Regions from separate parts of the Mus musculus genome. Here all the other regions are linked to region 1. Evidence: chromatin contacts called from public Micro-C and promoter capture Hi-C data. All regions are on one chromosome and are shown on one strand. Each heading gives the region's core, a stretch centred on a gene start, on an enhancer-like site or on the middle of the called end of the contact. The rest is flanking DNA. Distances are from core to core; before and after follow the strand shown. Region 1 holds the start of Slc22a5 (solute carrier family 22 (organic cation transporter), member 5). Region 2 holds the start of Hint1 (histidine triad nucleotide binding protein 1). Region 3 holds the start of Cdc42se2 (CDC42 small effector 2).

Evidence for each region. Promoter capture Hi-C pulls out the DNA fragments that hold promoters and counts their contacts. Hi-C and Micro-C count contacts between places; a contact is called where the count stands out from the background.
Region 2: a promoter capture Hi-C map of liver shows a contact between it and region 1, with 3 times the contacts expected there. The contact joins the promoter of Hint1 here to the promoter of Slc22a5 in region 1. A contact is called at or near these places in 12 of 39 promoter capture datasets (the 3T3-L1 cell line, 3T3-L1-derived adipocytes, the C10 cell line and 7 more) and 2 of 115 datasets of contacts at active chromatin or transcription factors (astrocytes and microglia).
Region 3: a Micro-C map of embryonic stem cells shows a contact between it and region 1, with 2.5 times the contacts expected there. The contact joins the promoter of Cdc42se2 here to the promoter of Slc22a5 in region 1. A contact is called at or near these places in 1 of 39 promoter capture datasets (cranial neural crest), 1 of 484 Hi-C or Micro-C datasets (embryonic stem cells) and 1 of 115 datasets of contacts at active chromatin or transcription factors (astrocytes).

What each region holds. Positions count from the first base shown.
Region 1 is chr11:53,889,011-53,894,061 of GRCm38.p6, forward strand. Slc22a5 (solute carrier family 22 (organic cation transporter), member 5) reads right to left here and starts at 2,693. Exons shown (of 10, transcript NM_011396.3): 1 at 2,137-2,693. The coding sequence starts at 2,529.
Region 2 is chr11:54,863,721-54,868,771 of GRCm38.p6, forward strand. Hint1 (histidine triad nucleotide binding protein 1) reads left to right here and starts at 2,663. Exons shown (of 3, transcript NM_008248.3): 1 at 2,663-2,880. The coding sequence starts at 2,770.
Region 3 is chr11:54,785,363-54,790,413 of GRCm38.p6, forward strand. It overlaps Cdc42se2 (CDC42 small effector 2), which reads right to left and starts at 2,341. Exons shown (of 6, transcript NM_178626.3): 1 at 2,198-2,341.

The DNA of each region.
Region 1 (5,051 bases), core at 1,443-3,942:
TCTATCCTTGATTTGGGGCAGAGGGCAAGTTTAGAGACATTTATTTAGAAGGCAGGGAGCTGACTAGCTGCAGTTGTCAGCAGACCAGGTCTGGGTTGAAAGAAAACAGATCTTGGAAAAAGTCATCAGAGTGTTAATGCAGCAGCTTTCAACAATGTCTGTTCATCTGAGTGGAAAAGCCTTGAACTTCAAGACAGGCATTCCAGTATTTCCAAAGAAAAGAGCCAAGTAAAGTATTAAACTTGCCTCCTGCAAAAACTGCTGACCTGTAAGTAGGTGAAAGGGCATATAACTCTTACGAAACTGCTAAGATAGCTCAATAGCATCCAGATCCATTGAAAAAAAATAAATAAACACTGACATTAGTTATGCAGTAGGTCAAAAAGAATCTGGACTTTTGCTGATCAGCCAGCCTCTGGGGAGCTGAATAGTACTGCTTTCACCCTCAGCAGCGAGCAAGACGACAGTGAAGTAGGGGCAAATGACTAGAGAAAGCCCAGCACTCTCAAGGTCAGGGTAAAAATTAAAGACACGACAGGAAGCTGCTTCAGATTTCAACTGCCCCTTTTTTGGGCAGCCAAAGCAGATTTCAGGAATTGATGTGTCAACCCCAACAGCCTCTGCCATCACTTGCTTCCAAGCACTTATGAGTTTGGAGCTTAAGATGTAGAACAATTGACAATCCCTTCTCTGTGGACTCAGGGGTCAAAAGCACTTTACTATCTCAGTAAATACATTTTTTGTTGTTGTTTTGTTTTTCAAAATAGAGAACTTCCCTATGTAGCCCAGGCTGTCCTAGAACTCAACTCTGTAGACCAGGCTGGCCTCCAACTCCTAGAGTTCTTCCTGCCTCTGCCTCCTGAGTGCTCAGACTAAAGGAGTGTGCTCCATCACTGACCAGGCCCTTTTTTGTTAGGTAGTGATACCTGATCCTGGCACGATGTCACTTAAGTTAAAAATCCCCAATGGAGCTCAGATTTCATTCTTACTACTTATGTAGTAGGTAAGCACAGGTTTGAACACATCTAACCACAAACTCCCAAAGGAAACAGACAGTGACTCTTGTGGGGATACTCTCTGACTCTACTCTTGAAGAATGATATATACCTGAGAGCCCCTGTAAGGAGGGAAGCTCAGTCTATACCTCCAAGAGTCTTAAATGCCAAACAGGTACTCCTAGCTTCTCCCTACTGCTCCTGAAACCATTTCTTGATGTTGGATCTAGACCTAAGGGCTAACTAAACTCACCAAGAAACTATCTCCAACTGGCCAATCCCAATCCCTGATACTCAATGAACCAGTTGCTCAATAGTATCACAGAAGATTCTTCTCATATTCTGCATATTCAATACTGCTGAGCCTCCAGGAAACTACAGTTGGTGCCCAAGTCCCCAAACACATCCACATGCACCATTAAATGGCCTGCCACACCCCCAGCAGAGTGACTGAGAAATGTCAAAGTCACCCAAGAATAAAGTGCAAGGGGATGAGGAATTAGGTTTCCATCGCTTTTCAGAGTAACCTTACATGCCTTACCGAACCTCTCCAGTGATCTTGTCCCAGAATACTGTGGAAAAGACTCCATACCAACAAGTCACCCTGGATAGATCTGCAGACACATGGGTCCTTAAGAAGTAACAATCCATCGCGGGCAAATGGAAAACAGTTTCTCCTGGGGCATGGCAAGCCTTCATTTTGGGATGAGGACAGGTGAGGGAAGAAAGAATAACTCCAGAAAAGGTAGAGAGTTTGGAACACACGTTTCTTTAACTTTAAAAAGTTCTGCAAAGAGTCTTTCCTTTCTGAACAGAGGCTAAAACTGTGGCCTCTTCTCTGGAGCAAGTCTGAATCCGGCCCCTCTGAATCACATCACTACCTCGAGAAAGTCCCACCCCTCAGGGTCTCAGGGCATCTCCTAAGGGGCAGAACCTTCTGGACTCTATCTTCAATGGGACCCTATGGACGGATGGTCTGCCAGACACTTGTCCCCTGAGGGGCGTACTATGGCTAGAAGTCATCTCATAAAATGTTCCTGGGCCACCTGACTGGAGGATGCTCATCAGCCTGTGCGTTGGACGAAGGGCTACAACCGTCGCCGCGATGTCACCAGACCCTGATAGGGGGGCTGTCACCTACCTCTGTCACGATGGTGGACAGGAAGACGTCCTTGTCGTACTCCCAGCCATCCAGGCAGCTCTCCTGCTCCAGCTGCTCCAGGTCCACGTCCCGCCCCGGCTCCAGCCCTAGCTCAGAGAAGTTGGCGATGGTGGCCAGTCGGTAGCGGCGGCATTTCTGAGGCACCTGTCGTCCGTCCTTCGTCTCCAACGGGATACTGTGGTTGCGCCACGCGCTGCTCAGGTTCACGGTGTGAGGCACAAGGCAACGGTGCTCCGGGGTCCCCGCCAGGAACACGATGGACATACCATTGAAGCCATTGGGGATGATGCTGGCGCTGAGCAGGAAGAAGATGAGGCGCTGGAAGGGCCCCCACTCGCCTAGGAAGGCGGTCACCTCGTCGTAGTCCCGCATGCCGTCCTCAGCCTCCCACAGCGCCCGTATGGGAATAAGGGGACACCGTGGCGCGGGAGACGGGGCGCTGAGAGCCTCTGCGTGCAAGGCTCGTGAGTTCCCACCGACGCCTCCGACTCGGCCACCGCCAACTTTACATAGGGCCTGAGGGCGGGGCGGGCTCTGGGCATGGGCCTGGGCCGCAAGGCCCGCCCCGCCGTCCCGGCTCTGAGGCGCGGCGCGGCGCGGCACGGCGGGGGCGGGGCAGGGGCCTGAGTGACGCACAGTGGGCGCCGGCCATCGGCCGCGCGTGCGCCTGAGGCGGAGCCGAGCTAGGACTCAGAACTAGCTGGGCGGTACAGAAGGCGGGGCTGAACCGGGCTTCAGAACTGTCAGCGAGGGAGGGGTGTGGCTTCATTCGACCACGCCTCCATAGTCTCTACGGGGCCCGGGTTGGGTGAACACTTCTAGTTCCGCCCAGACTGGAAGACTGAGGCGGGGCGTCTGTGAGCCACGCCCCTAACAGGTCCGCTCTAGGGGGCGGAATTGGGTCTTTTCAGGACACTTCCTGGAGCAGGTTCCCAGGGTGCCCTTCTCTTGAGGGAAAGGGTGACTTTGAAAAGTTTGTGTCCAAGGCCATCCTGGGAAGACCATTCTGGGTGTTCAATGGAAAGAGGCTTAGAATTTAAGCAGTAAACAGCCCACCTTCTCAAATTTTTGTTGTGGTTGAGAGATATTGTGAACCTCGGAGAGTCTCATTGACAACGACAGCCTTTGTTGCAGTTTTTCCTGGAAAGACTGCCATCTTTTGTGGCTGCGGAGATAGCTCAGCTAGGACTCTCTTTAAGAGTCCAGATTGCTCCTCCAGAGGACCTTGGCTTGCTTCCTAAAAGGCATAGGGCAGCTCACAGGCCCAGTAGGCATGCACTCGGCACATTAGACAAAACAGACTTGCAGGCAAAACACTCATACACATAAAATAAAATAATAGTTATATATATTTACATATAATATATACATATATTAAAAAGGGGTGGATTTTGAGACTGGTGATGAGAAAGGTGGCAATGAATTTTAATTCCCAGACTATTATGTTCTTAAATTATTTTGTTGTCTTTTGATTTAAGAAATAGTAAAATTTTGACTTCAAGATTAAGGATCTTAGTGTAGGATTAATCTCTCAGATTTGTAATTTTTACAATTAATGCAGGAGCCAACTTGTTAAAAAACCAAAACAAAAACTTACCAGAGTTTGTGGCAAAGGACCTTAATCAAGTCTGGTCTTTATAGCCAGTTCCAGGTTCTCAAATAAACAACAACAACAAACTTTACCATGAAACCCATTATTTTGTCCTAGTAATATATTCTAAAAACCAACAACACCCAAAAACAAAACAAAAAACAAAAAACCGACCAGCAACTGTATGATTCTGAAGCAACACTGTCTAATAAAATAAGAAGTTACCCTTATAATTTTATCTATATTTATTTTTTTGAGATGAGTTTTGCTATATTGCCCTGGCTTGCTCAGTAGCTTTGACCTCAACTGACCAACCGTGCTCCTCAGCATTGCGGTGGAACAGGCAAACATTGTAACTACAATTGCTTTAGTAGCTGTTAGTAACTTTTCTGGTTACAGAGACAAAGCAACTTAAGCGGAAAGGGTTTGTTCGGCTCAGTAGTCAGAGGGTGGAGTCAGTCACTCCCGGAAGGCTGGGTGGCAGGAGTCTGCTTGTCACAGTCGCCTCATTCAGGAAGCCAGGAGAGAGAAATGCTGGCGCTCAGCTTGCTTTCTCTCCTCTTACTTAGTCCTGAACCAAAGGCCATGGAACAGATGCTGCCACTCTGAGGGTCACTCTTCCCACTCCAGCTAACGAGATCTAGAAGCTTCCTCACAGACACCTAGAGGTTTCTCTCTTAGGTGATTCTAGACCCTGTCAAGTTGACAACAATAATTGTCACAGCCATATTAATAAAATGTCCAGATCTAGTAAATAAAAATTTTACGTGGTCAGATTCAAGTTTTGCATAAAGAACTAACAATCTGAATTATAGTTATGTATTGGCATATGCAGGGACATGTGAGGTTGAGATATAAGTGGCTGCCCTGTGTTCTTCCTCCCTGGCAGTGCTCATAGTAGAAGCCTTTAGAGCTGGGGTGTTGCTCAGTGGGAGAGTGCTTGCCTTACACACACCAGGCCCTGGATTGGATCCCAGCCGTGTAAGAAAAGCTTTCCTTTAAAAAGTATGGAATTAACCATAACAATATGTGTAACCTGAATGTATCAGGAACATTATTATTTCAGTAAACCAGTTTCTTGTATCCTTGTATTAATAAACATTTCAAAAGAATACAAAGCTTCTATCAAAAGAATGTTAACTCATGTCCAAAAAGCAAGGTAAAATTAATACAGAAATTTATTTATTAAAAACCATTAATCCCATTTTTCACACTAAGTATTAGCATTCCAGCGTGTATTTAAAGCATATTTCAATTGACCCTGGTGAGCCACACCTTTGAATACTTTGCAGCTACATTTAGC
Region 2 (5,051 bases), core at 1,413-3,912, 970 kb after region 1:
GGTTCTGCCCGCTACAAGATGAGATCCTGTCTCCAAAAGATAAACATACCTGAGGCTCAGCTTTAAGTGCAAAGTACATGCTACATAAACATGAGGATTGATCCTCAGCACCACAAAAGCAAACCCACTTACCTATACACCACCCTGCCCCTACTGTTGGAACGTAGGTTGTACTAACTGGATATCCAGTTAGTCATCTCTGTCAGTGAAATATAAAAATTTATAGCGTCCCATAGCAAAGTTTGGTAATTTACAATAACCTATTTCCTGTCTAATGAATGTCTATGAGGGAAAAGAGTTCATAACGATCTAAAGATAAAAGAATGGGGCATGTGGCGGTGGTGGTGTGTGCCTTTAATCCAGGAGGCAGAGGCAGTCAGATCTCTGAGTTTGGGGCCAGACTGGTCTGTGGGGTGAGTTCCAGGACAGCCATGGCTACACACACACACACACACACACACACACACACACAGACAGACAGACACACCTTGAAAAAAACTAAATAAATAAATAACGTTGTCAAAAGAGTAAGTTGCAGATGTAATATTCTTATTCTTTTGCCTCTAAGTACATAAGCGGTTTTCCCTACATTATATCACTGTTCCTCAAAGCCACAGCACCAGGGCCAAAAGCATCATCTAGAATGTACTAGAAACCTAACTAAGAGGACCATAAGCATCATCTAGAATGTACTAGAAACCTAACTAACCATAACTAACTAACCATAACTAACCATAAGCCAGGCCAACTGATATTCATGACCTTTTCGGTAGTTACGGAAATAAACGAACATGACTCCTAATCTAATGTCTTATGTTTAGACATTATTTACCAGTGATTGCAAAGTACCAGTAATGGCTCTGATAGCAAAGAATAGGACACCAAGACTGCCAACAACCACTATCAATAATTTTGTCAAGACAGGAGCTTAAGGTCATCCTTGGCTACATAGCAAGTTGGAGGCCAGCCTGGGCTATATGAGACACTGTCTCAATAATGGTAATAATAATTTTGTTGAGACAAAGTAGTCAAATATCATCATATAGGGCAATTCAAAGGAAATAGCTTTTCCATTTATTTATTTATTTATTTATTTATTTATTTATTTATTTATTTATGAGACAGGATTTCCTGGAACTTGCTCTTTAGACTAGGCTGGCCTTGAACTCAGAGATCTGTCCGCCTCTGCCCTAGAGTGCTGACATTAAAGTCATGCACTACTATCATCTGGCTTAAGTTTTCCCATTTTATTTTTTTTTAATTATGTGTATACATGTGTGTGTGTGTGTGAGACCTGTGTGCTCACATGTCCATGGGTGACTGAAGACATCCTGCTAGGCCAAAGGCATCTGACTTCCCTGGAGCTGGAGTTACAGGCAGTTGTGATGTTTGTGCTGGCCTCTGTGAGAACAGTTTGTGTTCTTGATCGCTGAACCATCTCTCTAAGTCCCCAAGGTTTCTTCCTATGGCCACTTGGAGATTGTCAGATAAGAGGGCCAGGAACAAAATCTAATGAGGTATGGAAATGGAGGCTTAGCGTGCAGGAAAAAAAAAAAAAAAAACCAACATCCAGAGGGCAAGGGTGTGAGATGTTGAAAGAAGACAAGGGTAACAACTGTAGCAACCAGGCCAACAGATCTATATGACAACTGCGATTGTCTAGAGAACGCTGATTGGAGGTCCTGCCTAATCCCGACAAGGAGGAAATGACCCAAAGGACCAATGATGACAAAGTGCACACCATATGTAGAAAACACTTTTTAGGAGGAGCAAAGGGATAGAGAGGAGGAAGGGTGGAGGTGGGGCCAAGGAAGACTTTTTGTTTCTTCCAGGTGGAGCATCTTACCTGAAGCTGATTCCTGCCGGGGAAAATGGCCCAAGAGGCTTACAAACAACTGCCACCTAAGGTCTCATCTCTGCAGTCTTGGACTTAATTGATGCAGAGTGTGGCCAGAGATGTTTAAAGAGCTCCCAAGTGGTTTTTAGTGTGTAGTTATGACTGAGAATTGCTGCCACACACAGCAAGAAACAAACAAACAAAAAAACCCCACCTGATGTAAGACTTCACCTGGCTCTTAGCTAAGGCCTCAAACAGCTGAGGGTTTAAACGATCACGGTCAAGAGCACTTGTTCCTCTTGCAGAAAGGACCAGGCTTCAGTTCCCTCCACCCACATGGCTCACAACTGTAACTCCAGTTCCAGGGGATCCAAAGCATTAGATGTGATTCACTCTTACACATGCTTGCAAAATACTCATCTACATATAAAATAAAAATCTTTTTTAAAAAATTAAAAAAGGGAAGGCTAAGGTATCACACCCAGTAAATGTGATCAGAACAACTTGAAATAGAAACCAGACTGTTCTGGAGCAGGGTCTCGGGTAGCCCAGGCTGGCCTCAAACAATGTGGAGAAGGATGAACTAAACTCTTCCATCCTCCTGTCTTCATTTCTCAAACTCTGGGATTACAGGCGTGCAGCACCAAGCCGGGCTCGTGAGAGGAAGGGATCAAACCTAGAACTCCGTACGCGCTTGGAAAGCACTGTACCAAGCCGAGCCTCCTCCCAGAACTGGCAAATCAAAATTTCCTATAGAGGTGCAGAGGCAAAGAAAGGGCGTTTCCTCCGCCCATTTCGTTCCCTCGCTCGCCGCACGCCGGCGCCAGTGCGCACGCGCAGGCCCACCGGGCGCGAGCCGGCAGTCTCCGCGCGCTCCCGCGGTTCCTCTCCCCACTGTGGCCGCGGCGCGGGAAGGACAGTGAGCGGCCGCGATGGCTGACGAGATTGCCAAGGCTCAAGTGGCCCAGCCCGGCGGCGACACGATCTTCGGCAAGATCATCCGCAAAGAAATCCCCGCCAAGATCATCTTCGAGGACGACCGGGTAGGCTTGCCGCTTGCCCGGCGACACGCCGGCGTTCCCTGAGGAGCCGCGGGCCTGAGGCGACGCGCGGCCCGGCTGGCCTGGCCCTGCGCCCGCGTGGCCCTGCGGCGCGTGCCTGCGCTCGGGTTACGCGTTATCGGCCGCTCGGCCCGCCGCGTGTCGCGGCCCTGGTGAGGTGATGCGGGCGGAGGCCCCGGGAGGTGACGCCCGCCCGGGCCCCCTGTAAAGTGCAGACCCGTGGGGTGACGCCCACCGGGGCCCGCGGCCGCCACCCACCACGCGGGTGTCAATCTGGCCTTCGGGAAACCGGATCCTGCCCCCGGCGCAATCTCCGCGATCTCCCGCGCGCAGCGGTCCCCGCACTGCGAGGTGACCGGGGATTCGAGATCCTTATGCTCCCTGTCCCCTGCTCCGGCTGCAGACGTTGCCTCTGGGGACTGGAATTAGCCCTTCAAGCTTTTTAAAAAAATACTGCTTTAGGGTGTTTTGTTTGTTTTATTTTAATAGATCGGCTTCACTACTCTAGGCAGGCCATGAACTTGCTGACTAACTAACTGGGGCGGACCTTGAACCCTTGATCCCCCGCCTCCACCACCCATATGCTAAGGATTGCAGGCAGCCCACACCCTGCTGATCGGAGAAAACATTTATGGTGCAAGATCCAAAGTTGTATTTTTTCCCCTCCTTGATAGATGAAATCTCAGTCGATAGTGAAGACCAATTTTGTAAATTATTCCCTAGACAGTTCTGTTTATGGCTTTCAGTCTCACATAAAGCAGGGTGGGAGCTTGGCCCATTGACCAAAAGGTTTTATACGGGTTTGTTCAGTTCACTTTAAGAAACATGCAATATGAGAAAGCATTAATGCTACTGGTAATGTTCACATAGACTTGAAATAGTACTCCAAATTTCATTGGGTTCTTGAGGTGAGTTTTATTTAAATTGCCTGTATTTGTCACTAGTCTTAGAAAAAGGCCCATTTCATTTACAAAGTTTGCAAGTCTTTTAGTGTGTTCTGTAATCCCAGTCCCACCATCCATAAGACTGGCCAGCCTGTATTATGGAATAAGACCCTAACTCAAAAACAAAGCAAAACAGAACACTTGCAAAGAAAGAAAGAAAAAGCTTTAAACACAAAACCAGCATCCTGTGGTTCTTGCACTTGGAAGGTGGAGGGAAGAGAATCAGTTTAAGTCCAACCTGGCCTATATGGAGACCCCACATTAAAAAACAAAACAAACAAAAGAGAACCATTGTTTGCAGTTGTTTTGATAAATGGTCTTTGAAATAATGATTGAACTTGAGTATTACTGGCTGAGACATTCTAAATGACACAGCATTTTATAGAGTATACCAAGTAAAATTACTCCCTAGACAGGTAAGTATGGCTGGGTCCTGTTAGGAAGAGAGCATGAGATATAAAACACCCATACAAGGCGGTACCTGCACAGGAAAACAGAACAAAACAGGAAGTTGCAATCAGGACTTCGATCTGGAAAAGGTGGGAGGGGAAGGGAATCAGGTTTGTTTCCAAAATTATAAAGATGGAGGCAGAGGAGATGGTTCAGTGGCTAAGAGTACTTATTCTGAAAGCTTGAGGACCTGAGTTCAAATCCCAGCACCCATGTTTAAGCTGGGCTTAGCTGCATGTGCCTGTGACTCTAGCAGTTTGGTGACAAAGTAGTGGAGCCTGCTGGCAGCTGGCTAGTCAGCCTAGGCAAACATTTAGTTCAATGAGAACTTAAGGCAATAAGGTCCACAGCAATACAAGATGTTTCCATGCATAGGTTGCTCATCCATACATTCATGTGTGTGGATCACACACATGCACGTACACAAAAAGTGAGAGAAATTATTAACACAGGAAGAATTAGATTTTTCAAGTTGAGGAATATATAGTGTTTAAATTAAACAACAGTTGGGGTTAACAGAGGGGCTGGAGAGATGACTCAGTGGTTAAGACCCGTGTTTGATTCCTAGTACCCACATCTGGTTGCTCTGGACTGACTGTCGTCTGCAGTTCAGGGAATCCAGCTTCCTCTTCTGGCCTCCATGGGCAGACACTCAGTGTGAATATGGTGCACATCCATACATGCAGGCAGAAAAAGAAATAATCTTACAGAATAAAGAGCTGGGTGGTGGTGGCACATCTAGCACTCAGGCAGAGATAG
Region 3 (5,051 bases), core at 1,091-3,590, 900 kb after region 1:
ATGAAATAAAATAAAATGGCTAAAATATCCAAAACAAAAGAAATCTACTAATTTACCTTGTTATCTTTTGGGTCTCATATAGTTCAGACTGGCCTTACGTTTGTGATATATAGGCCAAAGACGGCCTTACACTCATGATCCCTCTGCCTCCACCATTACAGGTGTTGGTAGTAAGGCTCCCACTATCATACTGCTTGTGGTGATTGAATGAACGACTTCATGTCAACTGACCCACATTCCCTGCCCATCTTTGGGGATCGATCTCTCTCTCTCTCTCTCTCTCTCTCTCTCTCTCTCGTTACTGTTTTGTAATTATGTGTATGTGTGTGTATGTCACCTGTATTCTGGTGCTCCATGAAGACCAGAAGAGGGCATCATATCCCCATTACAGACAGTTGTGAGCCATCAGGTGTGGGTGTTAGGAACTTAACTCCAATCCTCTAGATAAGCAGCAAGTGCTGGTTTAACCACAGAGCAGAGATTTTTTTTTTTAATACAGAAAATGTTATTACAAAGATTATTACTGAAACAGAACTGGAATCACACTATCAATAAAAACACTGCATCAAAATCTAGTTCAGGAGAAAAATAAAACACCATCTTGTTGAAACCATTCTTCCTGTCGCTTTAAAACCTACTGGGATTTTTATTAAGCTGACAAATGAAACCATAACCCAATAATCGTGGCCTTAAAAAGTTACTCATTAACTTTTAAGTAGGATGCTATGAATGAACACTTCCTGAAGTTCACCAGCCATTTTTCCAAGTGAAGTAGCCCTAGGGGTCTGGGGAGGTCCTTACTTGCTACATCGATACTACATAATGAACTTCATGCTCAAGCTTAAGAGAGAAACATTTCCAGGTTTTGTTCCCTTCCACAAACAGAATTCAAAAATCTCTCTGTGCTTAATATGTGTCTAATGAGTATGCTGGGTAAACTGTGATGTTTAACCACCAAGGCGACATTAGATCCCCTCCCCTAAAGTTCAGAGCTCTCTCTCCCTGGCTCATAGAGATCCAAGACTGACCATGCCACAGTCCCTCCAAAGCCCACACACATCTTTACTCCTACTACATAGAAAGCTAGACCTCAAAATGCACCCCAAACATCTTTCTCAATTATTTTCAAAGAAAAGGAGAAATCAGGCCTGCTGAGAAACAGAAATCTGTAAGCCAACTTCTCTCAAAAATTTCACATCTCAAAGGTACTATCTGCTATGCTGGCTGGCAATAATGACCAACTAATTATTAATAGTTTACATGGGGATGGGGGACAGAAACTTGCTAGGCATTCTTTCCAATAGTCCTTTATCTGAGTCAAGAAGCTATGTGCCTCATCTTACTAGTAGGAACAGTTCTGTGTGGTGTTTTAAGATTCATTCATTATATCAATATTTTACTAAGCAAGGGTCCTTTAAGAGCATTTAATTTTCTTTCTTTCTTTCTTCCCCCCCCCCCCTCTTTTTGTGGCGGGTGGGAGTACTGGGGAACTGAACTACTCTGGGCCGCCTCCTACATGCAAGGCAAGTTCCCTACCACTGAGCTGTACTCCCAGGCCCAGAACGTCTCAGTGCTGCGCTCTGCACATCACTACCAAACTCCTCCAGGAAAGCTCGGCAGTAGCAATCACTGCCGCTAAAACGGAATTCCCAGGGTTGCCTGAAATCAGCCGGCACCGGGCTGCTCCTCAGCTCGAAATGCGGACGTCAGCGAGCCGCTACCTACCACACCCGTTAGTAATGCTCACCACCGTGGCCGCGAGCTCCCGGTGCAACAACCTGTAAGAGTCGCCGCAGCGACTGCGAGGCAGTGGCCCGGCTTCCTCTCTCGGGGTCCCAGGCAGGCCGGGCGGGAGTCGGGGTTCGGGAGCCCAGCCGCTCCGCGCCGGTCCAGACTGGCGGGGCTGCGGACTGGGGGAGGGGTCCGTAGCGCCTCCCCCATCGGGAAGGTGCAGGCTACGGTGAAAGCTGGCCTCACGGAGAATGAAGAGAACCATACGCCGGTCCTCGCGTGAGGACCTCGCCCAGACTGGAAAATGGAGCCGCCGCAGCCTCAGTCAGTCCGCAGCCCCAGTCTGCTGCCCCAGTCCGCAGCGCGGAGAGGCCCGGGCCGCGCTCGCCCTCAACCTTCCGAGTGGCGACCCTACACTTGGCGCCTCGGGCGGCGGGGCCAACGTGGGGCCCTCTCCCTCACTCACCGTCGCCTTTGTCTCCGCCGCCTGCTCCAGCCGCGCGGCTCCGAGCGCCGGCTCCGAAGCTTCCAGGATCTCCACACACCAAGCAGCTGCGCTCCCCGCTTCGGGCTCCGCCCTCCCGCCTAGGCTCTGGCGCGCAGAGGCGGAGCCACAAGCGGTGTGTGCGGCTGCGCGGCTACGCCCCCACTACAAGGACACGCCCTGTCCCCCCCCAGTAGGCGGGCTGGTAGCTGTGAGGCCCCGCCCAGTGAGGGAGTGGCGAGACCTAGGGGATGCTAGGCGCGCAAAGAGTGACCGCTGGGTGGGCTACGGGGAAGATGGATGCCGCTGCCTCGCGCCACAGCACCTTCCTGTCCGGATCCAGCCGTAGACGTGCCCGGGCGAGCAAGGCGCTGCTAGGCAGAGCTGGCCAGCACCAGATGTCTCTCACGCTCAGATCACGTTACTTTCAAGGAATCAGAATCACTGACTCATTGGAGAGTCAAGAATATCTACCTGGCATTTGAAAAGTTCGTCTCTGTGACTTCTTGTGGGATCGTTTTTTTTTTTGGTTTTTTTTTTTTTTTTTTTTTTTTGGTTTTGCTTTGACGTTGTTTGAGGGAGGGCCTTTTTGTAGCCCCAGAGTGGCCTCAAACTCACTATATAGGTAAGGATGGCCTGGATCTTGTGATCCTCCTGCCTCCGTCTCCCAAGCGCTGGGATTACTAGTGTATGTCACAAGCTTAAGGACTTTTGGAGTAGAACCCTGGCTGACCTGGAACTCACAGCAGTCCTCCTGCCTCAGCCACCACATTTTATGACTACATTAACTTTACACTTTAGGCACCCAGAAGCAAGAAACAAATGGACGCCTTCCCACTGAAATCTAGCCACACATACTCAGACAGGGAGCTGCATGACCATCACTATTGATAGGAAATTTCTAGCTTGTTCAGTGACAAAACTGGAGTACTCCTTGGTTCCTCTTATTCTCAATTTCACATCCATTCTGTCCATAAGGGTAATTGGCGTGGTTCTACATTCAAACAAAAAGAAAATCAGACTGTTCATCTACATTGTTTCTGTCATCCGTGGTCCCAGTCACACTTCAGTGGCTTTCTTAAATGACCTCCCTGACCACCATCAACAAACTGTGTTGTCAAAACAAGAGGGAGAATATCCTCCCGCAAGGAGAGTCAGCTCATGTCTCATCCGATCAAAATCCACCAGTGTTCCCGTTACTGTAGAAGATAACATCTTTACAATGGCTGACAAAGCCTCTGAGATTTTTTTTTTTCCCTATAGGTCTCAGAATTCATCTCCAGTCTCACTGGTGCTTGCAATGTCCAGTCTATACTCAGGGACTAGGACATTCTCTAATGTCTGCCTTCTCCCCTCAACTCCACTCAGATCTTCTTTAACAATGATGCGTAGCCTAAACCCACTTCTTTACATTGCTACAGGCTCAATCCTTCCCCCATCTATCTGCCCTTGTTCTCCTGTTCCCAGAACAGTCTGCACAATTTATTCTGTTAATTTTGCTCCTGTCTTCCCCACTAGAAGCTGGGTGTTTGGGTTGGCTGGATTTGATTTCTGCAGTGCTGTAGGTGAAACCCAGGGCCTTGCTCTGGCTTGGTGAGTACCACACACATGCAGACCTTTGAGGCTGGGGATAACTGTTCTAATCAACTAATCAGTCCCAAGTGCCTAGAGGAAATGAAAAAAAAATTAAATACCCCCAAGATGTTCAACAACAAAAATAATCAATTTTATTTTCAGTTTCCTCTTGATTCCACTTTCTGCCAGTCAACCAACCATTAGATTTTAACCTACATCAGACCATAAACATTTGGACTTCTCAGTTCTTTTGTGTACAGTAACCATTTACTTGATGTTTGATGCAATTTTTGACCAGTGACATCCCTGTACCCTATTTCACTGAGTAAGAATAATGTGATAGGGTAGAGAAAATTTGATATAGTACTTAAAGGTATGCTGTTTTGAAAAAACTTTCCTAAGACCAAAAAAAAAAAAAAAACCAAAACTTCCCAAGTGTCATACATTGCTTGCATTGTTCTTTGACATGCAAATATGGTCACCTTAAACAATATTTTCTACCACTTATCCATAAAAGGTAGCAATCCTTACGGGAATTGTTACACATTATTTAATATTCTATAAAAGTGTGCATCTGGGTGATGGTGGCCTATGCTTTTAATCCCAGCACTTAAGATACAGAGGCAGGTGGATCTCTATGAATTCAAGGCCAGCCTGGTCTACAGAGCAAGGTTTAGGACAGTCAGGGCTATACAAAGAAATCCTGTCTTGAAAAACCAAGTAAATAAATAAGTGTGTGTGTGTGTGTGTGAGAGAGAGAGAGAGAGAGAGAGAGAGAGAGAGAGAGAGAGAGAGAGAGAGAGTTGCCTGTGTGAGGGAGAGAGGGAGAGAGAGAGAAACTGAACAACATCTAATTTTGGTTGCTAGGACCATTCATATTCCCTTTTGTTAAGGGCACAATTCTATTCAATTAGATGGGTATTGTTTTATTGCTACAGCTGTTGTTGTTATGGGTCCTTGTCATAGGGTCTCTCTATGCAGAGATTTGACTGGCCTGGCACTCGCTCTGCAGTCTAGGGTAACCTTGAATCATGGCAATCCACCTGCCTCTGCTTCTCAAATGTTGAGATTACTTGCATGGGCCTAGCTTAGATGATACTATTGTTTAACAGTGGATATACATGATGGTTTGCTCAATATTGTATTAGTAGCAGTCTCTTTACCTATTTGATTTATTCTTTATGATTTAAAACAAAGCTACAAATTATACCTTATGATTCAGATTTTTTTAAAAATAAAGTTTTAGGCCAGCCACAGTGAC